Regions from separate parts of the Ovis aries genome. Here region 1 is linked to region 2. Evidence: chromatin contacts called from public Hi-C data. All regions are on one chromosome and are shown on one strand. Each heading gives the region's core, a stretch centred on a gene start, on an enhancer-like site or on the middle of the called end of the contact. The rest is flanking DNA. Distances are from core to core; before and after follow the strand shown.

Region 1 (5,592 bases), core at 2,548-5,047, 57 kb after region 2:
GCCAAGTGAAGACACTCTCACCTCTGGACTTCATGCTCAGGCTACCTGTCCCACATCCTGAAACTGATTCATGTGGTCCCCATCTGCCCCTCCTCACAGGAACAAGTCCCGCCAAAGATGCTCCTTCCCTCATTGTCCCCAGCACACCTGCCAGCTCTTCCATGGGAGGCCCTGCTTCTGGCCAAGACCTGGCAGGAGCTCCCACTTGTCCCTTTGGGTACCTCATGGGTCCCAACCCTGGGCTGTGACCTTGCAGGCAGGTGTATTAACCACTGCTGCTGCTGCTAAGTCGCTTCAGTCGTGTCCGACTCTGTGCGACCTCATAGATGGCAGCCCACCAGGCTCCCCCGTCCCTGGGATTCTCCAGGCAAGGACACTGGAGTGGGTTGCCATTTCCTTCTCCAATGCATGAAAGTGAAAAGTGAAAGGGAAGTTGCTCAGTCATGTCCTACTCTTAGTGACCCCATGGACTGCAGCCTACCAGGCTCCTCTGTCCATAGGATTTTCCACACAAGAGTACTGGAGTGGGGTGCCATTGCCTTCTCCAATATTAAGCACAGGACTTCGAAATAGTGGGCCCTAGGAAATACCTGGTGGGCCCGCAAGCCCAGGTGCCTCTCCCATGGGAACACTGCCAACCTGGTCCTGCCTGCTGAACCACATGTTGGGGGCCGGGAGAGAGACATCCATGCACAGCCACATGTGACTATTAAAGCAAGAGGTACAAACACAGATGGCCATGGAAAGGCAGTGGTGACAATAATGGTGTCAGGGCCAGCTGGCATTTATTGGGACAAACACTGTTCTCAGATTCATGGGGTTGCGTGGACTCATTAAAGCTTCACCATAATCCAGTGAGGCTGGAACTGTTATTAGCTTCATTGTACAGATGGGGACACTGAGGTACAGAGATAAATAACCCATTCAATACGTGGTAAAGCCAGGAATCACCCAACACCTTGCCCTGGAGCACCCCCCCATGACCCCCGCATGACCCCAGGAAGGGAAAGGGGAGCTGAGAAGAGCACGAGGCATGGTCCAGATCGGGGTAAGAGGAAGCTCTGTGTTTGTGTGTGAGACGTGTATGCACAAATGAACAGCAAACCACATTCAAAGTGTTAACTGGGGTTACTGGGGGCACTTCTACCCTATTATACCTCTGGGTTATTTGCATTTTTCACAATGAGAACAAATTCATGTGTCACCTGAGTAATTCAAAAAGAGAGACACTGTCAGGGCCTCAATTCATGTTTGTTGAGTAACTAGAAAGCAGACTCATTTTCTAGGCCTGTTTTTTCAAAATCTGGGAATGACCCATTAGCAGATCGTGACATCAATTCAGGGGTCACAGAATGCTATTAAAAAATTAAACAGACTAGAACAGAAAATATCAGACCAGGACACAAAACAGAGGAAAGAGCTCTTTCACTCAACTTTCGTTTCAGTTACACATAGTGGGAGTGAATGAAGCTGGGACCTGAAATGTGTTTCTTACTGCAGGTCACAAGTGAGGGCTTGGAACCCGCAGTCCAGACCCAAGAGTCTGAGGAATCAGCCCAGGCCCTGCTGCACAGGCCTCCTGGTCCAAAGTGGCAGAATGGGTGACCTCCTTGTGTTTAGGAAGCTGTCGGGACGCCTGGCTGTTGGAAAGGTCACACTCAGCCCACTCTGGATCACCCGCAGACACACAATCCTGGAACCAAGGCTTCTGACTGTGAGGGGCTCCCCCAAACCACAATGTCTGTGTCCACTCCCTCCGGGTCACCCAAAAGGCCACTGCTCCTAAAGACTCGCTCCTGGATGCTCCTGTTGGGGGGCGGGGTGGGAAACTAAAAGATTCCTTTCCAGTTTCCAGATGCGAAGCCACGTCCCAGGGAAGCCTCTGGAAACGCAGCGTGTGGTCAGTCGGGAGGGGCCTCCACTGAGTCTGCAGCGAGGGCCGCTCCCACCCAGGGTGGGCCTGACCCCAGGCAGAGTCGGTCTGCATGGAGAATCTGGTGCGGGCAGAGAAGCAGAGCCCCCAGCCCGAGGCTCCCAGGGCGCTGGCGCCTCCACATCAGAGCTCGCCTAACTCACCCCGCCTCCCTTCCCAGGGCAGCAGACAACTAAAAAAAGATAAAATAAAAAGAAGTAATTCCCCTGCTTTGACGTCAGCTCGAGGTCTTAACAGCCCAGCAGCGGCATGAAACTGGATTGCAACCAGATGTAATGCCCTTGAATCCTCCACACGCCACTGCGTTGGAAGACAAATGGCAGGGGGGAGAGCGGGTGGAAGGAACCGTGCGGGTCCCGCGTGGGTCCCGGATCAGAGCCTGCGGAAACCCTGGGAAGCCCAGGCCCGGGTCGCCATTCAGGCGTGCTGCCTCCCCTCCCCCAGCCCCCCAGAAGCGCATTGTTACTCCGGATAGAGTCTTCATTCAGGGCCAGAGCCCCAGCGCCACCCCCGTCGGGGGCTCCCCAGATCAGGGCACGACTCGGGCCGCGCTCCGGCCCCGGGCGTGGATTTGAGGACGATCCAGAGCCCAGGAGGGGAAATCGCTCGCTGGGAAAACGGGCGCCCCAGGAAGCTGGGGCCGCCACGGCCTCGGGCCTGCGTGGTGTTTCGCTTCCCCTCCGCCCCTCCTGGGCGGCCCCCAGCAACCAAGGCTCCAAAGTCACCCCCGCGTCCTGCCACCCCCTCGCCCCCGCCGCGCTTGGCGACGCCGCCTTGAGCCCAGCCCTCGCGTCCTCCTCCGGGTCTCCTGTCTCCCAGGCGCCGGCCCAAGGACCTGGCCGGTGGTGCGCCGCCGTCCGTCAGGGGACTCGCGTGGCCGGAGCCCCCACCGTGACGTCACCCCGAAAGGCCCCTGCGCCCCGGGCCTGGCCGAGACGGAGCTCCCCGGCCTCCCGGGCTGCTTCCTGCCCGGTCGCGCGGCCTGCGCACAGGCCCGGGCGCCCCTGCCCGCGTCGGGGCACGGATGGGGGCTCCCCCGAGGGCCTCACACGCCGCCCCTCCCCATCACGGCCCTCGCTGCCCCGGCTCCCACGCCAGGGCCCCGATAGGCCCAGAGTCCCCCAGAGAAGTCGGCTCCCCGCCCCCCACCCGGACGCCCTCACAAAGCTCGCCTCCGGTCCCGGCGCGGCGCGAATGCCCCGGTCCCTACCCCGCGCTCGGCGTACCCCCGGGGACAAGCACGCGCACAGCCCTCGCACGCGCGACCCTCGGTCCTCGCGCCCCCGCCTCGCACCAGCCCCGGCCCTCGTCCCGCGGCGCGGGGCGCCCCCACCCCGCCGCATCTCCTCAGACTGCCATCCGGTGACCTCGCGCCCCCCGCACACAAAGCGACTTCCCCGCGGCCCCCGCGCCCCCGCCCCGGCCCTCGGTGCTCACCTCGGCGCGCGCTCACTCGGGGACCCGGGGTCTGGCGCTGCGACTTCGCGGCCCGGAGGTCCAGGCGGCCATAGGGGTCGGGGCGCGGCGGCCCGGCCGGCCCGCGGCCAGGCAGGAAGGAGGGTGGGCCGCGGCGCCCCCTTCTCGCGCCGGCGCTCGGGCGGCGGACTAGGCGGCCTGCTCGGCGCGCTCTCGCCCGGCCGCGCCTCGCTCCGCGCCTCGCCTTCCGAGCGCAGCCGCGGGCGGGGGCGGCGCCCAGGGCGCAGGGACCAGGCCCTGGCCGCGCACCTCTGGCGTCGCAGGGCCGCGGGGAAATGCGGTCCCCTCCGCGCAGGAAGAGCGGGCGGCGGGCGGTGCGCGGGGGGAGAAGGCGGCGAGAGCGAGAGGAGAAAAGTTCCCGGCCGCCTGGCCGCGCTCGCTCACCGCCCGGGCGCCAGGTGGGCCGTGCGCCCCGACAGCGCCCCCTGGCGGCCCGCGCCCGCTGCGGGCCTGGGGCGGGGGTTTGGACGGGGGGACCCCAGGGGCCCTCAAGGACGCGGGGGCCGGGGCCGGAACCTCGGACGAAGGACGTGGACTGGCACCGGCGCTCGGGTGCTCCGTGCTGCAGCCGGGTCCCGGGGCCAGGCCCCCGCCTTCACTCACCACGGCTCTCCCTGTGACGTCCTCTTCCCCGTCTGGGAAACGTTCCGACCTCTAAGCTAGGACGCCGCCGCGCAGAGCTCTCTTCACTCACTGGCACCTCGGAGGGCTCAGAGTGAGCAGAGACAAGTGGTCCCTGCCGTCCTGGTGGGCAGAGACAGAGCACGCGTGAGAAAGGCCGCTCCCGGGAGCAGTGAGGGCTACTCGGCGAAGTGAGAGGCAGGGGTTGCTTAGCTGGCTGTGAGCGGAAGGAGCCCGCCACGTGGAGCCTCAGGAGCAAGTGCAAAGGCCCTGAGGCAGGTGGGACGGGGCGGGGGTGGGGAGGCGGACAGGCGGTGGGCAGCAGAAGTCAGAGCCTTGGGGAGGACCAGGGTCTTCAGGGCTACCTGAGCCTAGTGGGGAATTCGGATGCAATTCTAGTGCCATTGGCAGAGCCAGGGCAGAGGGATGTTGAATGAATGGGTGAGTGAACCTATTGTGACCCTACAGACCCCCTGGCAGTCCCTGCCCCAGGCCTCCACTCACCCAGGTCAGGCAGAAAGTTTCCAGCCTCCATCCAGCCTCTGGGGTCTGCTGGTCCTGTGGGTGAAGGAGGGCCATCAAAGCCTCAGGCTCCCAGGGGACTCAGCCTCCTCACCTGTAGGTAAGAACACATGGTGGGGAGGGTGCCCTTATGCTGTAGACTGTCCCCCTGTCTGCATGTCCTGTCATCTGATCCTGGCAGCCCCGACGGCAGACCCACTCCTTTTGTTTACAGGAAGCTGAGGCACAGGGTCTCAAGCTAAGTTACAGGCAAGACCTGCACCCAGAGCCCTTCCCACCAGCTCAGCCACCCACTGCCTAGGGCAAGGGTAGGAGCCGGACAGAATCAGGATCAGACGATGGACACTGCAGTTTTCAGCACAGGTTCTGGGGGAGACAGACCCGATTTCTAAGTCTGGTTGTTCTGCGCCCAGCTGGGAGGGTTTGGAAAAAAAAAACAAGTTAACTTGCTAAGTGTCAGTTTCCTCATCTGTAAAATGGAGGCAATAGTAGCGCCTACTTCCTGGGGTTCCTGAGGACTAAAGGAGGTAGGTGTGTGGAGCATCAAGCCTGGAGCCTGGAGGCCGTGAATTCTGTGAGAAGTGCTTTCTGTCACAAACTGGGGAGGGGAGGAGGTGTGGGGACAGGGCTTCCGTACACCCAGGGGCTCCTAGCCCCTGCCCTCCCTGCCCTCACCTGCCCAGGGAGAACCCAGGGCAGTAGGGAGCTCGGAGGAAGGTGAGAAGAGGGGTGTCCCGGGGGAGGAGGGGATGGTGCAGTCCGGGCACTAGTCGCTGCCATTCTGAGAGCACCCGTCGTGCGCCAGGTGCCTTCTGTGGCTGTTTCCTTGGGCTGCTGTGACAAATGACCCACACATGTAGTGGCTTAAGACAACCCTAGTTTATTCTTTACAGCTCTGGAGGGCAGAAGTCCAGAATCAGCATCAACGGGCTGAAAGCAAGGTGTCAGAAGGGATGCACCCTGGAGGTTCCAGGAGGAACATCCCTTGCCTCTTCTTTTTTGTTAAAATTAGTTTATTTATTTTAATTGGAGGCTAATTA
Region 2 (5,656 bases), core at 1,599-4,098:
GGTGTCCCTTGAGAGGACTCTGTCCAGCCTGTGGGCAGGAAGGGCATCGCTCCTCTGAGGGCCCGAGGATCTTTAGTGGAGAAAGATCCCTGCATGGGGACCTCTGCTTCAGCGTCCAGCAGCCTCTGTTCTCCGGAGCTTCACTGCTGGGCTCTGCCAGCCGCCTGCCAGCCAGGCTGAGCTGGAGGGCAGGGCAGCAAAGGTGGCCTGCAGGCTGGGCCTTGGCAAACAGGAAATTCCAGCTCACTCTTGAGTGGGCTTGAGTGCTGACTCCCCTGGTCCACTCCAAGCCTGCAACCCTCCTCTCTGCATCAGCTGCCAATACCCAGGCCTCCCAGCCTCCCCGACCCCATTTCAGGTTAGGGCCTGTGGTGGGCTAGGAGCAAAGCTGTGAGGAGCCAAGAGCCCACTTAACTGGCCACTGATCTTTCATAATCATTCACACGGTGTGCCCTGCCCTGTGTCTAGGGCTGACAGCCTAGAACTGGGTGCTGCCAGGCTGTGGGGACATGCTGCATAAACAGGCCGCCAAACCAAGGTGACAGCACTGTGATGGAAAAGCCCAGGCTGTGTGAGCCCAGAGGCCTCTAGCCAGCCCAAAGATCGGGGAGGCTTCCAGGAGGTGGCGTCACTTAGACTGGTCAGCTGCATGATGTGAGGTGCTGTGGGGTGTGGCTTTGTCTACTTCCTCTCCCCGTCCTCGACCTCCTCCCTGTCCTACTGCAAAGCTTCTGTTCATCAAGTCTCCCCAGAGAGGTGGGCCTTCTCCACTTCAAATGATTAGCTCCCTGAGCTTCAGTTTTCCTGACCCATAAAATGGACCCAATGTATCACTCATGTCAACTGAAGAAATATTTACTCATCTTCTCCCCCACTCTCTTGAGAGGTCAACTTCATGGACCATCTTCCTACCCCAAGCGAGACCTGTGGGCAGCCCCAACCACTACACAACACAAGCCCAAGACTCTGGGAGCACCAGGAACCAAGCATCAGCATGTGAGGGCTGCCAGGTCATTCGTCATGCCTTTAGTGATGGAATTTACGAAAGCCAGCTAATCAGTGATAATGAGCATAATTTCTGTCACTTGGTTGTTGCTCCTAACCTGAGTTATCATGAGAGGCAGGAGGGCGAGGATAGGAGTTGGGGGCAGGCCATATGTTACGTATGCACGAGATAAGAGAAGACACTCTAGGTGCCAGGCTGCACATCTTGTTCAGTGGAATGGAGGCTGGATTTCTGTCGGGCACTCTTGTGCAGTATACAACCTATACAACTGTACATTTTGGCCCTAGGTTCAAGTGAGTGCCAGCATGGAGACCTTTCCCAAACAGGTTTCCCCAGCCTTTCAGACCACTCAGCCCAGGTGTGAGAACTACCTGAAATCAAATGCAAATTGTGTGTATCTGTGCATGTACAAGCACATTTTTCTAAGGAGAACAAGAGTTTTTTCCAATTCATATAGTGTGCAGAAGCCCTGTAGTTAAGATCTGGACTGGGCCCAGGGTCTGGGATGAAGTGTGAGACAGGGGTCTCAGGACAGCCTGGGGACACAAATATTTGACATTCTGTTTCTCAAACACTAAAACCACACAGGCTTGAAAAGGGGGCAGATTCTGGGCTGCTTCCCTTAAGATCTGTGGTTTAGGGGTGGCCTGAGCCCAGGAATCCGTTGAGGTACAAACTCCAAGGTTTGGATCAAACCAATGCTCCAGAAGCTTTGGTTTAATACTCCGCTACTACTGGCTTTGCAGGGCATGGTATTTTTTCTTTTGGTATTGGTGGGGAACAATGTCCACACCTCATCCAAACCCCAAAAGGTGGATCTGTGTACAGCAATGTGAGCATAGCAGTGTGTGCAGAGCAGTGTTCACGGCAGTGTGTAGAGCAGTGGGAGTGCCCGGGCAGAGGCTACAGAGTTCTGTCACCCCCACTCCGGGCAGAGTGAGTGGACCCTAGGCCTCCCAGGGTCTCTGTCCCCAAGGTGTCCCCTGAGTAACCCTCACCAGCCCATTTCTGTACCACGCTGCCTCTTGAGGCAGGGAAGCCCTACGGCTCTTCATGTGGCCAGAACAGGGGACCATTGACAGCGGACACACACCAAACCAGGCTTCTCCAGCCCAGGGTCCAGCCAGACACTCACCAGGCAGTCTGGCCTTGGACATAAACCCTTCTGTGTCTGGGAGTCAAGGGGCGTCTGTTTCTCCTCTTGAGTCCTAGTGTCCAGCACTTGGCCTACCAAGGAGGCCTTGGGGGCAGCCAGATGAATGGATTCATTCAAAAGTATAAACTGAGCACCTACTGTGTGCCAGATCACATGTAGGCCCTGCCTGGATGGCAGCTGGGTATGGGAGGGAGATGCACAATTAAAGGTACAACCGTCCGGGAGACATGGCCTAAAGCAGACCAGACACGTGGTCTGTGTGGAAAGCTTGCCCAGGAGGGGTGAGGGTTGGCCAGGAAAAATGACTTAGAGTCCTGGAACAGACAGCGCACGTGCAAAGGCCCTGTGGCAGGAAGGGGGCCAGGTCGGCGGAGCGGACCATCAAGTGCACAGACCAGGATAAGGAGTCGGCCCTCTCAATGCCAGACCCTTAGGACGACAAAAAACGACCAGAGTCGGAGCCGGGCCGAGGCTGCCTTTGTTCGGATCGCGGCCCACGCTCACTACCTCCATCAATACGCCCCCGACCCGCCCAACCTCCGCAGCCTTTCCGGAAGCCACGCCCATCCCAGCCGCGCGCGCGCCAGAGGGGCAGACCGCCCCGCCCACTTCCGGGCCCGGGATACTCCCGCCCCTCCGCATCATGCCGGCCAATCAGGGGTGGCGACCACATGGGGGCGAGGCCTGTGCGAACACAAAAGGCCAGAAACCCACACTGGCCCGGGCGCTGTAACCATGACTACCGGCGCCCTCGCGCCGCCCCGCGCGCAGCCGGGGACGCGCCCGCGAGCCCGGGGCCCGTAGGGGTCCCCCCCCGCGGCCTGCTCAGCACAGCTTCACGTTTTGCCCAGGGCTGAATTTGCTCATTAAGTCAACATTTATTGAGCGCCTACTATGTTCAGAGGCTAAAGATCGCCACTGAATAGGCCAGACTCAAAATCGGGAGAGAGTGCACAAGGGAGGCAGCCAATGAGCAAAGACATAAGTAAATTACAAGACCAGGTGACTAAGCGCCTCTTTGGGTAAAACAGATTGGAGCAAGCGGGACTGTCAGGGCCCGCCGTCCTACACGGGTGACACTTGAGGGAAGGCTCGGGGGAGGAATCGGCCCTGTGGCGGTGAAGAGAGGGGCAGCCGGCCCGAAGGCCCTGAGCGTCACCAGCTGGCCAGAGAGCAAGGAGGCCCGCGTGCGTAGCTGAGAACCGGGAGGAGAGGGACCAGCCGAGAGGTGCCAGCACAGGCCGGGACAGGTGCTCCCTCAGCCGCTGCCCACTCCTTCCCCTCCTTCCTTTCCTGCTGTCCTTCTGTTTCTCCTCCTTCCAGGACCAGAAGACACTCCCTCAGCTCAGGTTAGAAAGACCTGGGTCACTGGTCTGGGCAGCAGACCAAGCTCTGGGGTTCTGCTAGCCTTTGCATAAGCTGTTCCCTCTGCCAGGAACGCTCTTCCCAGCTCTACCTGACAGACTCCCGCCTTAGCCCTCAAGGCCTGAACAAATGTCACCTCCTCCAGGAAGCCCAGGAACTCTCCCCCATACAGACCCTCTCGGACCCTGACCGACACCCTCCCTCAGCATTCTCGTGGGTCCTCTGTCCTTTCTCTGCATGGGTGGCAGGCAGGGGGTGGCTGCCAAGTGGCAGAAAGGCCAGCAAAGCCCTTGAAGTCATAACAGGCGGGGAAGACAGGCCTTGAAGTTGATGGCCAGTGGTTAGTAGCACGTGTGCACCTTCCCCGGTGTGGAAGGGTGGGTTCTGTTCCAGCCTCCACGCACAGGAGCCCCCCCACGGGCCCAGAGCTGGTGACTCAGGAACAAGCAGAAGCTGTCCAAACACGCACAGCTAAAATGTCCCCCGCTCCCCCCCCCCCACCCCAGGCGAGGACAAAGCCTCACAAGACAAGGAAAAGGGGAAGCCAGTACCTACAGCCCAGGCTGCACACAGCTGCCTCCTTAAATGGCCACGTGTCTGGTGTGTCAAGACTCGGGGTGAGAGCGTCAGCCAGATCCTTTGGACAGGTGGCCTTTAGGATGAAGCAGGGCAGGGCAGCACTTGACAACGCGGGTCCTTGAGCCAGCTCTGGCCCTAACAGGTCACGTGAGCCTCAGCCTCCTAGCGTGTAAACAGGGTCAATAGTAACACTGTGAAAACCGCACTGATGAAGTCAACAAATCCTGTGTCTTCTTCCTGGAGCCCTAGCTGGACTGCATCTCTTGCAATGAGCGATGGGCACAGGACTGAGTTCCAGCCAATGGCATATGAGCGCTGGAGAGGTGCCCCATCCAGATGGGGGACCAAGCCCAGGCCACAGGGAAAGGCAGGGCCATGTCACCACCTGCTGACCAGAAACTCTTGGGCTCTGGAAATGTCTGGGCTTGTGTGTTACTACAACCAGTCTCACGCTGACTAGCTTGGGAACCCACTCACCCATTTCCTCTTCAGTAAATATCATGAGGGTCTTTGGGGACACTGTTGTGGAGCTCCCTAGTTAACAAAGGCTGTTTTCAGCAAGTGCTTAGGGCAGGGAGCTGGGGGCAGAAAGACTTCCCTGAGATGGGGTCTCAAGGAGAGGGGAGCGAAAGGGAGAGGCTGCAGGGGTGGGAGCCCTTCTGCCTGAGGAACACAATCCACTTCCAGGAACCCAGGTGGGGAAAGAAGCGGCCAAAGTTGTTTGACTCCCAACATCTCCCAGTTCTGAGCCTCAGTTTTCTCATCTCTAAAATGGACATGGTGCTAATAACATGGTCTTACAGGGAATCTCTGGATCTCAGGGGAGAGAAGGCCACTTGAAATGTCCCCGGATGCCCTTTCATCCCAACATCACCCAGAGCGGGAGGAAGGTCTCTGCCTGCAGCTGCACAGTGCAGGGACATGGGCTCAGGAGGTAGGCAGGGCTGGTCAAGGGGCCAGGGCTGCTGCTATTAAGGCTCCTGCCACACGGGCTAAACGTCAAGGAGCGTCTCCAGCCACTAGAGCTATCAGGCAGCAGCGGAAGTGCTGGCTCTCTAGGGAGGCGGGTGAGATCGTCCCTGGAGGCAGCTCAGGGAGCTGGTGCTGAGAGCGGGAACTCTGCTGACGGGCAGATGCTGGCAGCCGTTCAGCCTCCTTCTGGACAGGGGATGGGAAGCAGAGTCTAGGGGAAGGTCTAGGAGGTCCCGGGGGGCTCATGTCTCGGGCACGTCCTCACTGCCCCATGCCAGCCTGGCTGCTGTCTCCTGAGATCGGGGGCAGGAAGGACACGGCAGGTCTGGGAGGTGTGCTTGCTGCCAGGCAGGCAGGGAGGTGCGACCAGAGCCTCCCACCCTCACATACCCGCCTGGGCTCCCCAGCTCTCTGCTGCCAGCACCTAGGCTCCCAGGACCCCAGCCTGCCTCTGCACCACAGCTGCTCCTCTGCCATGCTTCTGCACTCACTGTTTCTTCTGCCAGCGTGCCAGGCTACCTCCCATCCCTTTCCACCTTTCCTATCATCTTTCTAAGAGCCACTCGGAGTTCTAAACC

Evidence for each region. A called contact is a pair of places that touch in the nucleus more often than the background predicts.
Region 1: a Hi-C map of blood shows a contact between it and region 2, with 4 times the contacts expected there. The contact joins the promoter of RAI1 here to the enhancer-like site in region 2. A contact is called at or near these places in 11 of 16 Hi-C or Micro-C datasets (blood, liver, mixed tissues and 4 more).

The regions. Positions count from the first base shown.
Region 1 is chr11:34,498,846-34,504,437 of ARS-UI_Ramb_v3.0, forward strand. It overlaps RAI1 (retinoic acid induced 1), which reads right to left and starts at 3,798. Exons shown (of 7, transcript XM_042255738.1): 1 at 3,371-3,798.
Region 2 is chr11:34,442,828-34,448,483 of ARS-UI_Ramb_v3.0, forward strand. All of the region lies in intron 2 of RAI1 (retinoic acid induced 1), which reads right to left. Among named protein-coding and RNA genes, the nearest start is that of TRNAE-CUC, 26 kb to the left of the region's middle. Within about 2 kb of position 2,849, at least 13 of the 54 cell types and tissues checked have an H3K27ac peak or open chromatin away from gene starts, as enhancers often do.